Linked DNA regions of Mus musculus: region 1 is linked to region 2. Evidence: chromatin contacts called from public HiCAR-type data. All regions are on one chromosome and are shown on one strand. The core of a region is the stretch at or near the end of the contact, and the rest is flanking DNA. Distances in the headings are between cores, read along the strand shown. Region 1 holds the start of Gnaq (guanine nucleotide binding protein, alpha q polypeptide). Region 2 holds the start of Tle4 (transducin-like enhancer of split 4).

Region 1 (5,378 bases), core at 1,338-3,837, 1.5 Mb after region 2:
GAACTGGGACACCGCAAGGGAGATAAGAGTCTGTTTTCTCTGAAGTTCAATGCTTGTAGGATTTTGTGGTTTTGCCTTTCAGCCTTACGGTAATTGGCCTCGAGTTCTCAGAATGGCTTATCAACCCACAGTATGTCTCCAGTGATTTTGATTTGGAATTGTTATTTTAAAGTGGTGTACGTTTACGGTAGAGATTTTCTTTGTTCCTTTCTTCCTTTTTTTCTTCCCTCCCTCTTTTCCTTGCTTCCCCACAGGGTATCTCCTTCAGTAGGCCAGACTGCTATTCCAGATAAGACTGTGTGCTCGTACACCGAGCTAAGCCTATATGTTCTTTAGGGTACATTGAAATGCTTTTTACCTTTACCCCAATTTTTGTACAAATCAACTCCAGTTTTTTCTTCTGTATCCGTCCAGAGCTGCACCATGCCTTAAGACCACATGCCTATAGAGTTTGAGGACATGCTGTAGGCCCCGGGTGCTCCTCACTGCATCTTTACTGTATTTAAGCAGTTAATCCCTGCTTGTTGATTTAATGAACTGGAATTTTGTAACATGAGCCCTGTTCGGTTGCATAATTTAGAGTCTATTCTTCTAGAGCACACTCAACACCACTGTGAGTTTCTGTATGGACTCCATTTGTTTGATGTAAGTCATAGGGACACTTGCTTAGCAAATGCTTTCCAGATCCATCAAAGGTTTATGCTTGGAATTTTCTCTTCCTGTTTCCCTCTTGATGTCCTTATATAACTTTGTCCTGTGCATTGCTGGCATTCCTTACTTCCTGATTTCTTTCCAGTGAGTGATACGTTGATTTTTTTTTTTTTTTTTGTCAATTTAAATATCTGTACCAGGGCATGTCCCTGGGGCTGAGACAGAAGTGACAAACAAAGAGGTCAGTTAAGCAAAATATATTACTGACACTTTAAAGGCACAATTTGTCTCAGGGGCTCCTTAGGAAACCAGACATGAAATGTTGATCGTTTTGTTTTCCAGCTTGTTGTGTCTCTCTAGGACACACACACACACACCCCACCCCCACCCCCACGAGGGGGGGCTGGGTATTACTTGCAATTCTTGCCCAATTCTTCTATTTTACATTTCTGCCTTGGACTCTGAATCTTTAGTATCTAAATATTCATTTTCACAGCTAGTCTACACCAGCTCTGATGGTATTCATATAAAAGGGGTGAGAGGTTCACCTTCTTTGCTTCTTTGCTTCTTTGGCAAGGTATCTTTTTTAAAAGCAGAGTATTACATACAGACTTTACGTCCACAACTCCATCTGAGTCCTGGCATAGAGGCTGAATGTATGCATGCAGTGTATCACGGGGGTGGGGGGGTGGGGGTGGGGGTGGGGGTGGGGGTGGGGGATGGGGTGGGGTGGTGGTGGTGGTGGTGGAGAATAAGGCAAACCAGAGGAGAGACCTTGAAGTCCAAGACTTGTTTCATTCTTAAGTTGCAGCAATGGGTATGATCTTACATTGCAGCCCAGATCAACAGGAGCAGTTTATGAAAAGCATGAAATGTGGAGGCGCCCACTTCTATCTATAAAGTCAGGAAAAATAGTACGATTCTCCTCTTGATGTTTGAGACACACTGAATTGAATGAACCTTTTTTTTTCCCCAATACAACCTTGAATGAACAAGATATTTTCTATTTATTAGTAAACCACCTCAAATTAGAAGTATAAAAACCAAATAGAATTTTGCTCCAATGATACTAGTTTCTTCACTTTCTCCTATTTTATTCTCTCTCCCTCCCCCTTTTCTTTGCTACAAGGTCTCATACTGCTCAGGAAGCAATTCTCCTGCCTCAGCCTGTGGAGTGTGGAGTTTATGGGTGTGAGCCACCATATCTGTCTCTTTCATTTCATTCTGTACTACTTGGCGTTCTCCCAGAAGTCATCCTTAACTGTCACGGTGTAGAAGGGTCAATCCTACATTACCAGACTGTTTAACGTAGTGTGCTGGTAGGAAAACAGAAACCACCTCAGTGACCCGAAAAGTTGGAACGGATCAGGAGGCTCTTGGAAACTTGGGCAGCTTCTTTTTTTCTCTTTAGGATTCAGATTCCTATCTGGAGATAAGGAGGACAGTTCCGTCCACAGATCCCTCAGTAACCCCCAGAGAGCCAGTGACAATCCTTTCTCTTCCCTAGTAAAGAGCATCCCATCTTCTAAGATGGATCTTGGGTCAGAGGCCACTCGAGGCAGCTTCTTCCCAATGGCGTTTTAGAAATAGGAAAGGGCAGCCCGGCTGCAGAGAGGCCCGGAGCGCAGCGCGTGGGCTCCCGGCAGGGCTCCCGCAGCGCCAGCGGCCAGAGGGCAGGCCGAGGCCGCCATATTCTCGCCGACCACGCCCCGGCAGCCCAGCGGCAGCCGAAGGTCGGTGTCCGCCTGCCGGACCCGCTCCAACGGCCGTGACCGCCGCGCCGGAGCTCGCACAGAGGGAGGCGGCCGGCGAGCGGGGCGGGCAGTCGGGGGCGGGGCGAGGAGAGCGCGAGCTGTCCAGGAGGGGCCGCGGTCCCGCCCCTTGCGCTGTGCCCGCCCCCTGCGCCCGTCCTCCTCCTCCTCCTCCCGCCGCCGCCGCCCCCTCCCGGATCTGTGCTCCAGTTCAGAGAAAGGAGAAAATGTGTGTGTGTGGCGAGGGGGAGGGCGAGCACTGAGCAGCCGCGGCGCGCCTGGCAATCGGGCCGGGTGGGCGTCCGGCGGAGGCGGGGGCGGAGGCGGGGAGCGCGCGGCGGCCGGCTGCCCGGTTTGCGAGCGAGCCGAGTGGGCGCGGGCAGGCCGAGGGCGCCCGGAGCCGAGTCAGGCGGCGGCGGCGGCGGCGGCGAGGAGCGGGCGCGCCGGGCGCGCTGAGCCGTCGGCGGTCGCTCGCTGCGGGGCCGCCTCGGTGGATGAGCTCGGGCCGCTGGGCGCACAGCCTTGGGCAGCGTCGGCGGCGGCGCCTGGAGGGCCGCGCGCTCTCCGAGAAGGCGGCGTGTGAGCGCGGCGGGGCGCGGCGGCCTTTCCTCGCGCGTCCCAGGCTCCCGGCCCCGCTCGTTCCCGGCCCGCCTGGGCTGCGGGCCCGGCCGCCTCCTTTACCGCGGCTCCCCTGAGCTCGTCCCTGACGCGCGCCCGGGCGGCGGGGCTCCGCGGCCGCCGCTGCCTCGGGGGAGCGAGGGCGGAGGGCGTGTGTGCGCGCGTGTGAGCAGGGCGCCGGCGGGGCTGCAGCGAGGCACTTCGGAAGAATGACTCTGGAGTCCATCATGGCGTGCTGCCTGAGCGAGGAGGCCAAGGAAGCCCGGAGGATCAACGACGAGATCGAGCGGCAGCTGCGCAGGGACAAGCGCGACGCCCGCCGGGAGCTCAAGCTGCTGCTGCTGGGTGAGTGCGGCCCTTGGGCCCCGGTACCCCCCGCCCCGGCTCGCCGCTGCCCTCCCCACGCGCGTCCCCGGCCGGCACCCGCACCCGCACCCGCGCGCGCGCACCCAGGGGCCGAGGGCCGGGGCTCCCGGGCGCGGATCCGCGGCGTGCGCCTTTGGTGTCAGCTAGGGCCGTGCTCGGTGCACAGCGTCTGCGGGACGGCTGAGCGTCCGCGCGAGCGGCGCGGGTGGGCAATGGCGTGCAGTGCGGTGGTCGGCCAGCGTCCATTGTGGCGCGTTGTGGGGTGGAGAGGGAAGGGTGGAAACGGGGAGCAGACCCCGGTCTGGATTCTGCTAGGAAAGGTGCTGAGGAAGCCTTGGCTGGCGCTCCAATAAACCCGGGTTAACGTACTGGGCAGGGGCGGGGCGGGAAGACTAGCCCAAATGTGCTATACTGTAGCCACCAGGCCACTGACAGGAGTGACCCCAGAGAGTTGCATGGCCAGTGGATGGTGACAGGCGTCTCTATGAACCATTCCTTCCGGATAAAGATGAAGGATCCGGGAGTGTTGTACTGTGTGGTTGTTGACAGCAGACGGGTGTCTTTTGTTTAATGAGGCGACCCAGATGTATGCCTGAATTCACAGCAGTTTCTACTGGAAACCAGCGCAGCCTCTCAGTTACTCTCCTGGAAACAAACAGAAACCTTTTGTTTAAAACGGACATTTTAGTATCTTGCCATCTGGGCTCCAAGAAAAAACGGGAAGAGTGAGAGAAAATTTCCCTCTGATCGCGTTTAAAAAAACAAAACAAAACAAAACAACAACCCAACATTCTCCCTTAACATGAAATTAGCAAGAAAATGCTATTTTCAAATAGGAGCTATATTGATTATTATCTCCGAGAGAGTGTTCGGAATCAAGCGATCAGGGTCCATGTACAAGCTAGCATGACATAACTATTGCTATTGTGGTAGGAAGCAAGAACTGCTTTGCAGGAACAGGCCTGAAAAATGTCTGCACTTGTGTTTATTTGTTACCGCTTCACAAACATTTCTGTAAGAAAAGAATGTTGCATTGTTGGGATTTGAGAAGACACCCCCCCCCCCCCCGTTTTTTTCTTTTCATTTTTCTTTTTTTTGCTATCTGGAGCATTCCATGTGCTGGCTCCAAGAACCCATTACCTTGGGGCCTGGCTTGCTTATCGTCAGGAGCAAAATATCATAATCACACATGGTTCCCAATGCTGTTCCCTTCCCTTAACCAAGGTCTTTATATTGAAATCCAGTTAGGTAAATGTGCACATATAATGTGTTCATAAAGACTAGAAGGCAAGGGGCTGACTAGAAAGATGGGTTTCAGGGGGAATAAGCCAGAGCAATGGGGAAACTGGGTAAGCCTGTCCACCCTCATCATTTCTGTTTCTTCTCAAGGCTGAAAATGGAATGTCTTATCTTTTTTTTTTTTTTTTAATTGAGAAGGGAGAAGCAAGGGCAAGTGGGATAAATATATGTTGATCCAGTATACAATTAAGAGGAAAGACACGTGTTTTAGAGATTTTTCTCTTAGACCTGGCTTTTAATTTTCCTTTGTTTATAGTCTTCATATGTTTGTGTTTAGCTAGGAACAGGGCATTTGAGGTCTCATTGACCAAACTTATTTGCCTGAAATTTGACAGCTCCAGGTTTCCCAGCAGCTATGAGTTAGGTTTGTCAGAGGGCCTAGGTTTACATGCCTGAGAGGGGAATACACTTAGAGAGATGCTTAATTACATGCTGTGTATTTTAATAATATACCATGCTTTAAAAAACGAACGTGGAAGTGATTTCCCGAGGGGGAAACCCCCCCAGTTCTCCAGCTAAGAAAGTGGTAGCTGTAGGTGTGTGGCGGCCCTCCCGCACTGATTCTAGATGGAGCAGGGTTTAACCTGGCCCCACCTCACCCGTCAATGACAGGCTGTTGGAGCTGGTAGGAAACCTGCCACTTACTCAGCACCTACATCCACGAGCAACATTTAAAAACCATACAGTTCTCAG
Region 2 (5,414 bases), core at 2,069-4,568:
CTCTTACATGCAAAGCAGAGGAACTGGGTAGGAAATTAATGCACCAGCCTGCAAGCTCTTTCAACCCCAAACATACTTCTGAATCATAAAAATGCTTCATTATACTTCTGTAAACATAGATTTGATTTGTCTGAATGGGCGTGTAACTACAGTACAGAAAATCTGGCAGCTCAAATCAGCGCTCCTAAGAACCAAAATAACACTATAGAAATTGAAGGCATGCACAGAAAAATATAAACAGATTAACATGAGGAGTGGGAAATTTTCTGAGAAGGGGTCTGGTGTCATTTCCTATCCGAATCATTAATTAAAAGGCATACAGTGCATGCAATGTTAAGAGTGTATAGGAAAGCTGTCTGGTTACAACTGGAGCAAAAGCAATAAAACAACAAAGAAAACCACTAACAAAAACATTTTGCTTCTGACTAAACAAAAAAAATAAATGAGTTCTTTTTTCCACTTTTGTAAAAATCTGTAAAAACAAAGCACAGAAAATTATACCCCACGCAACTGAACTTTTTGAAAATTTAAATCAAAGCTGGTTGTCGAAGCCAAGCTGTAACCACCTAGAATTACAGGTTGCTAATGGACACATACCCACAGCCTCAACAACACTGGCAGGGCCACTGTGATGGATCCTGCAGCCTCCAGCGATTTAAAACGTATTCTTGCTTTCAGTCTCCCAAGCTAATGAGCACTTTGAATCTGTGACACAGTTTTCTTACCATGACATAATGCCGCTGCATCTCTGTCTTCTCGCTGGCGAGCTTCTCACATTCCAGCTTCAGACTATTCAAGACATAAAATCAACTAAGTACAGTGTAGAACTTAACGCGTATCCTTCCAACTCCAAATCCACGTCGTTTCCTCTAAATCATCACCTCCTATTGTCAAATCAATGGTATCAAACAGCACTTTACTAGTGAAAGGGAGGAGAGAGGAAGGAGTGACAAGAACCAGCCAGGACTTGCCTCTTTGATAAGGTTAAACTGTGGGGGTTGGGAAAGAGGGGTTTATGTCTTAAAGAAATAAACCCTCTACCCAATTGAATTCTGAGACTTCACCCAGAATTGACTATTCTTCACTAAATTCACTTACTAAAACAAGGAAATAAACATCGCTAATAATTATATATATATATATATATAAGCAAAGTTAGGTCCATGAAAATGCCACAGGGAAGGTTCTATCATTAATATTCTATGAGGTTAATGAAAATCAGAATCAACACGGTCTCCTGACAAATTGTTTTTCCCCCTCCAAAAAATACAGACAAGTTGAATAGCATGTGGGGGTGGGAGGTGTTGATCTGGTCCAGCAGCTTGTTTGGGCTCTTGCAATAAGAATTCTGCATCATTAAGGACCCGGTGAAACAAACATGTTTCAAAAGCACTCCAAGTCTAAGAGCGTTGAACACAAAAGCATTGGGGGGGGGGGGTGTCCTGTTTTTATTATTATTATTTGTTTTTTTTTTAATAAAAGTAATGAAATGGCTCACTGCTTAACTCCCTGGCTCTTAAATTATGCCATGATGGTAGAAGGAAGAAATGCAGCCCAGAGTAATAAAGAAGCAAGAAGTCAAAGGGCCCCAGAATCTTCCCAACCTTCCAGCCTCCTGACCCAATAAATCAATATCGAAAGTTTGGCCTCAGCGTTTTCCAAGTCTCCCCAGTTTCGATTGTTCTGCTTCCTTTTCTGTTTACCGGAGAAGAAAATGCTTAATTTCTTTACACCTGCCTAAAGGAAAAAGAGGCCCTGACTTGCCTTTTCTGCCCACAGGGGGGAAATGGTAATACCTTTGTGGGGGGGTGGGGGAGGAGGGGGGTAGTGTTGGAAGGGGGTAAGACAAGAGCTAAGCAAACAGAAGGATCAGCTAAAGTCAATATCGTTACCTGTGGTATTGAGCCTGTAAAAACTGAAACTCTTCCTTAATCCGATCACAGGATTCTGAAATTGTAAATTTGAAGGGTTGAGCAGGCTGATGCGGTGCCTAAAGAACAACAATAAAATATTTAATTAGCCCACATCGCAGGTGGGGGGTGGACAGCCCGCGGTCCGAGACGTGGGGGGGTTGGTCGCGCCGCTCCCGCCTCTCGCTCGCCTGCTGGGGTCCCGGTGCCTCCGGGCGGCCTCCCTCGGCTCAGCTTCTCAGCCTGGCTTCCGCCTCCCCCCGTCACCCCCCAAACCCCCGAGCCCCCGGCCCGGCTCTCCCATCCCTCCCTACCCGGAATCGAAAGTGGCCCGTCGGAGGCAGCCGCGCCATGGCGTCGAGCGGCCGTCAGCTAGCAGAGCGAGTCCGGCCTGTGGCCGCCGGCGCCCTCCACCCCGCAGACTCGCGCCGCCCGGCTCGCCCCCCTCGGGAGAGCCGCGCGGGCGGAGAGCGGCGGCGCGCTGCTTCCCGGGGCTTCAGAGACAACAATAAGAAAATGGCTACAAGTCGGTCGCCTCCCGCACCCTCGGAGCGGCCGGCCGCGGACAGGGCTGCGGGCGCGGCGCCACTCACCGGGTGGCGCGTCTGCGGGTACATCTTGCTCAGGTCGCGAATCATCCACGCCGCTTTAGTTGGCTGCGCCAGGCAGAGGCGCGCGGCTCATCCGCTTCGAGGGCCCCGCGGCGGCGTCCCGGGCCTGCGGGTCTCGCGTGACGCGGGCGGCAGGCAGGCGCGGCGGCTGGGCGCGGGCGGCCGGCTCCGCATTCCCCGCGGGCGTCACTGAGGGCGGCGGGCACCGTCCGTCCTGCGCCCGCCGAGCCCCGCGCCCGCCGAGCGCCGCCCGCCTGCTCGCGCCCCACTCCAAACTTTTTTTATTTGTCTTTTAATTGGCTGCTATTCCTCGGAATGAATGGTCGCTTCTTCCCTGAGAGCGAGCGCAAACTCCTTTGGTTCGGAAGAGGTCTCGCGGCGCTTGGGGGTTCTCTGGAGATTTTTTTTCACTTCACAGCAACGATCTTTTAAAAGGCACCTTTTAGCTTCTTTTACCACATTTCATTTCCTTTTCTTCCTTCCTGTTTTTTTAGCCCCAAATTGAAGGGGATTATAAAAATAAAAGAGCGAAACGCTTGCGGCTTTTTAAAATTCTCTTTCAAACTCTGCGAACACCACCTCAAAATAATACACGAGTGTGTAAGAGGGGGAAGAAGGCAGCCAACAGCCGAACGCCCGCTCGGAACAGCTCTAACAACGCGCTCTGTGTAGGTGACTTCTTTGACCAAATTTAGCAGCAGCTAATCATTAACATTCTGATACATATTCACGACCATCCGCGGAGGGCCCAAGGAGCATCCCGGGAGATGTAGTCCTCGCGCGGCTACTGTGGCCAAGGATGCCTCCAGATTGACTACAGTCTCCGGCTAGCCCCGCGCGCTCTCCGCGGCGCTCTCCAGGAGCCCCGCCCTCCCGCGGCGCGAGGGCGCCGCATCAACCAATCGGAGATGGCTGAACATTAATCGCGGTTCTGTGTTACTGCCCATCATTTCACCGCTGACAAATGGCAAGCCAGGAGGGCGGGGCCGGGCAGGCTAGGCCCACGTGGGGACAGGGCGTGGCGTGGAGCTCCGACCAATAACTGCAAAGAATTGGTGCTGGCGGAGGCGGGGCGCAGCGGCCCGCCCGGGGCGGAGCCTCGCCCTGGCCGCTGTTCCCTAGTGCGAGCGTTCGAACCGCGGAAACATTTGTTCAGCTGTCAATCAAAGTAACGTGGGGTGGCGAGCCGCGGCGGCTGCTGTCGCTGCTGCACTGGCTGCATCTTTAGAAGCAGGTTTCGGCGGCGATGGCGGTGAGACTGCAGGCCGGTCCGAAGACGCCCTCCGAGGCTCATCTCCCGTTCGACGCGGAGCCCAGGCCTGGCGACCGCGCGGGGGTGCGCACTAATTAGGGCCCGATGTCTCCGTAAAGAGACAAGCTCGGCCTTGTGCAACGCGCCGAAACCCCTGTTGAGACAAGAGAGGGAGGATCGCGCTGATCCCACTCCGTGCGGTTCACATCCATTTTACGCGCTGCTGGAGCCGGCATAATTTTCCGCGTGAGCGCGGACGCCGTCGGCCCGGTTTAGAGCCGCAGCCGGGAGGCGTGCACTGGGCCGGTCCCAGAGCTTCCCGGCCGGCAGACTCTTGACATTCCCTTTCTTTAGAGGCACCAGTCAACTTACTCCGGGGTTGAAAGAGGGTCCGAGTGTGGACCGTCGGGCCTTGGGCTTGTGATGGCCTACGGAAGAGGGTCAGAACCCGGGAGTGGCAGCCCGCCCGAGGCAGTTTTGAGACTTGGCGGGTGTTGGGAGCCTTAAGGCTGAGCTAAGGAACCTCTGACCCCTGGGCAATCAAAAGAATTCGGAAAAAGTCAAGCAGGATTGTAGCCAAGGCTGCTGTGTTTGGGACATTCATTTCTGAGTCCCACCTTAACTCGAAGTGCAGGCTAATACGGTGCTGTTGGTTCAACAAATGTGGGAAAAACGTTTTTCCTAATGATAGCGCTTTCCACGACAGAGGAACCGGTAGCTTAATGCCCAATTCAAGGCGTTCTGTGGGCCTCACTAGTACTGGCCACTGAGGACACCGAGGCAAAGAAAGACTGCAGTAGTCTTGCTAAAAATCCAGAACTGAGGCTCATACAATGCCTCCGTTCTGTAAATTTAATTTCCAAAATAAGAGGATGGAGGACTTGCCTCTGTCTCATACCCAATTATTAAAATGCGGCCAATCCAGAATAAAGGGGATTCACATAAAGAGGATTTTGAACACGTGAGGGTTTTTTTTTTTAAGCTCAACAATAATTGCATATTAGGACTGCATTTTTAAAGCTATCAGTTAAGCAAAATGGCTTTATTTTGCCTGTTTGAAAAAAACTTGCTTCTTAGAAATTTTGAAAAATTTTATACATTTATTTAGTGTGGGGGGGGCGGGGGGATTTGAGTCTGTGCGTGTGTGTGTGTTTGTGTGTTCACAAGCCCTGGAGATCAAGTGACAAGTGCATGTACCTGTTGAGCTATCTTGCTGGCTCCAAGTTATTTCCTGAAGCTCGCAGATGTACAGCAGTGTTCTGAATCGTTCTCAGAAGGCTTGAGTGATAACCGTGTCTGCACTAGGACATTGAGTCTCAGAACAAGAACAGCGCCGTTTTTCTGAGGTTGCTTATTTGCTTTCCCTGGAACTTTTTTTGTGTCTCTGTGGGAAGGAAGTTCCATGTTCTTTCACTATTTCAGGCAAAATGGCAGTAGGTTCCATGGGAACTGGGCCTTGGTTAATCAGGGCTATGCTCCAGTGCCATGGATGGGGCCTGGCATGTACCTGGTGCTCGCTCAGTAAATGCTTGTTGATGGCTTTGGCAAATCCAAGCCTTGTGTTCTCAGTATAGAACGCTGCTGTGTCATTAGGATCCATGCAGTCATTTCCCGGGACAGGAAACAAGAAGTTTAGTGCTC

Evidence for each region. HiCAR-type assays count read pairs that join an accessible place to other places.
Region 1: a contact with region 2 is called in a HiCAR-type map of astrocytes, with 3 times the contacts expected there. The contact joins the promoter of Gnaq here to the promoter of Tle4 in region 2. A contact is called at or near these places in 3 of 39 promoter capture datasets (embryonic stem cells, neural stem cells and pre-B cells), 4 of 115 datasets of contacts at active chromatin or transcription factors (astrocytes, cardiomyocytes, large pre-B cells and 1 more) and 2 of 9 other capture datasets (adipose tissue and liver).

What each region holds. Positions count from the first base shown.
Region 1 is chr19:16,130,097-16,135,474 of GRCm38.p6, forward strand. Gnaq (guanine nucleotide binding protein, alpha q polypeptide) reads left to right here and starts at 2,588. Exons shown (of 7, transcript NM_008139.6): 1 at 2,588-3,365. The coding sequence starts at 3,230.
Region 2 is chr19:14,594,865-14,600,278 of GRCm38.p6, forward strand. It overlaps Tle4 (transducin-like enhancer of split 4), which reads right to left and starts at 3,319. Exons shown (of 20, transcript NM_011600.3): 1 at 2,504-3,319; 2 at 1,893-1,990; 3 at 726-789. The coding sequence starts at 2,548.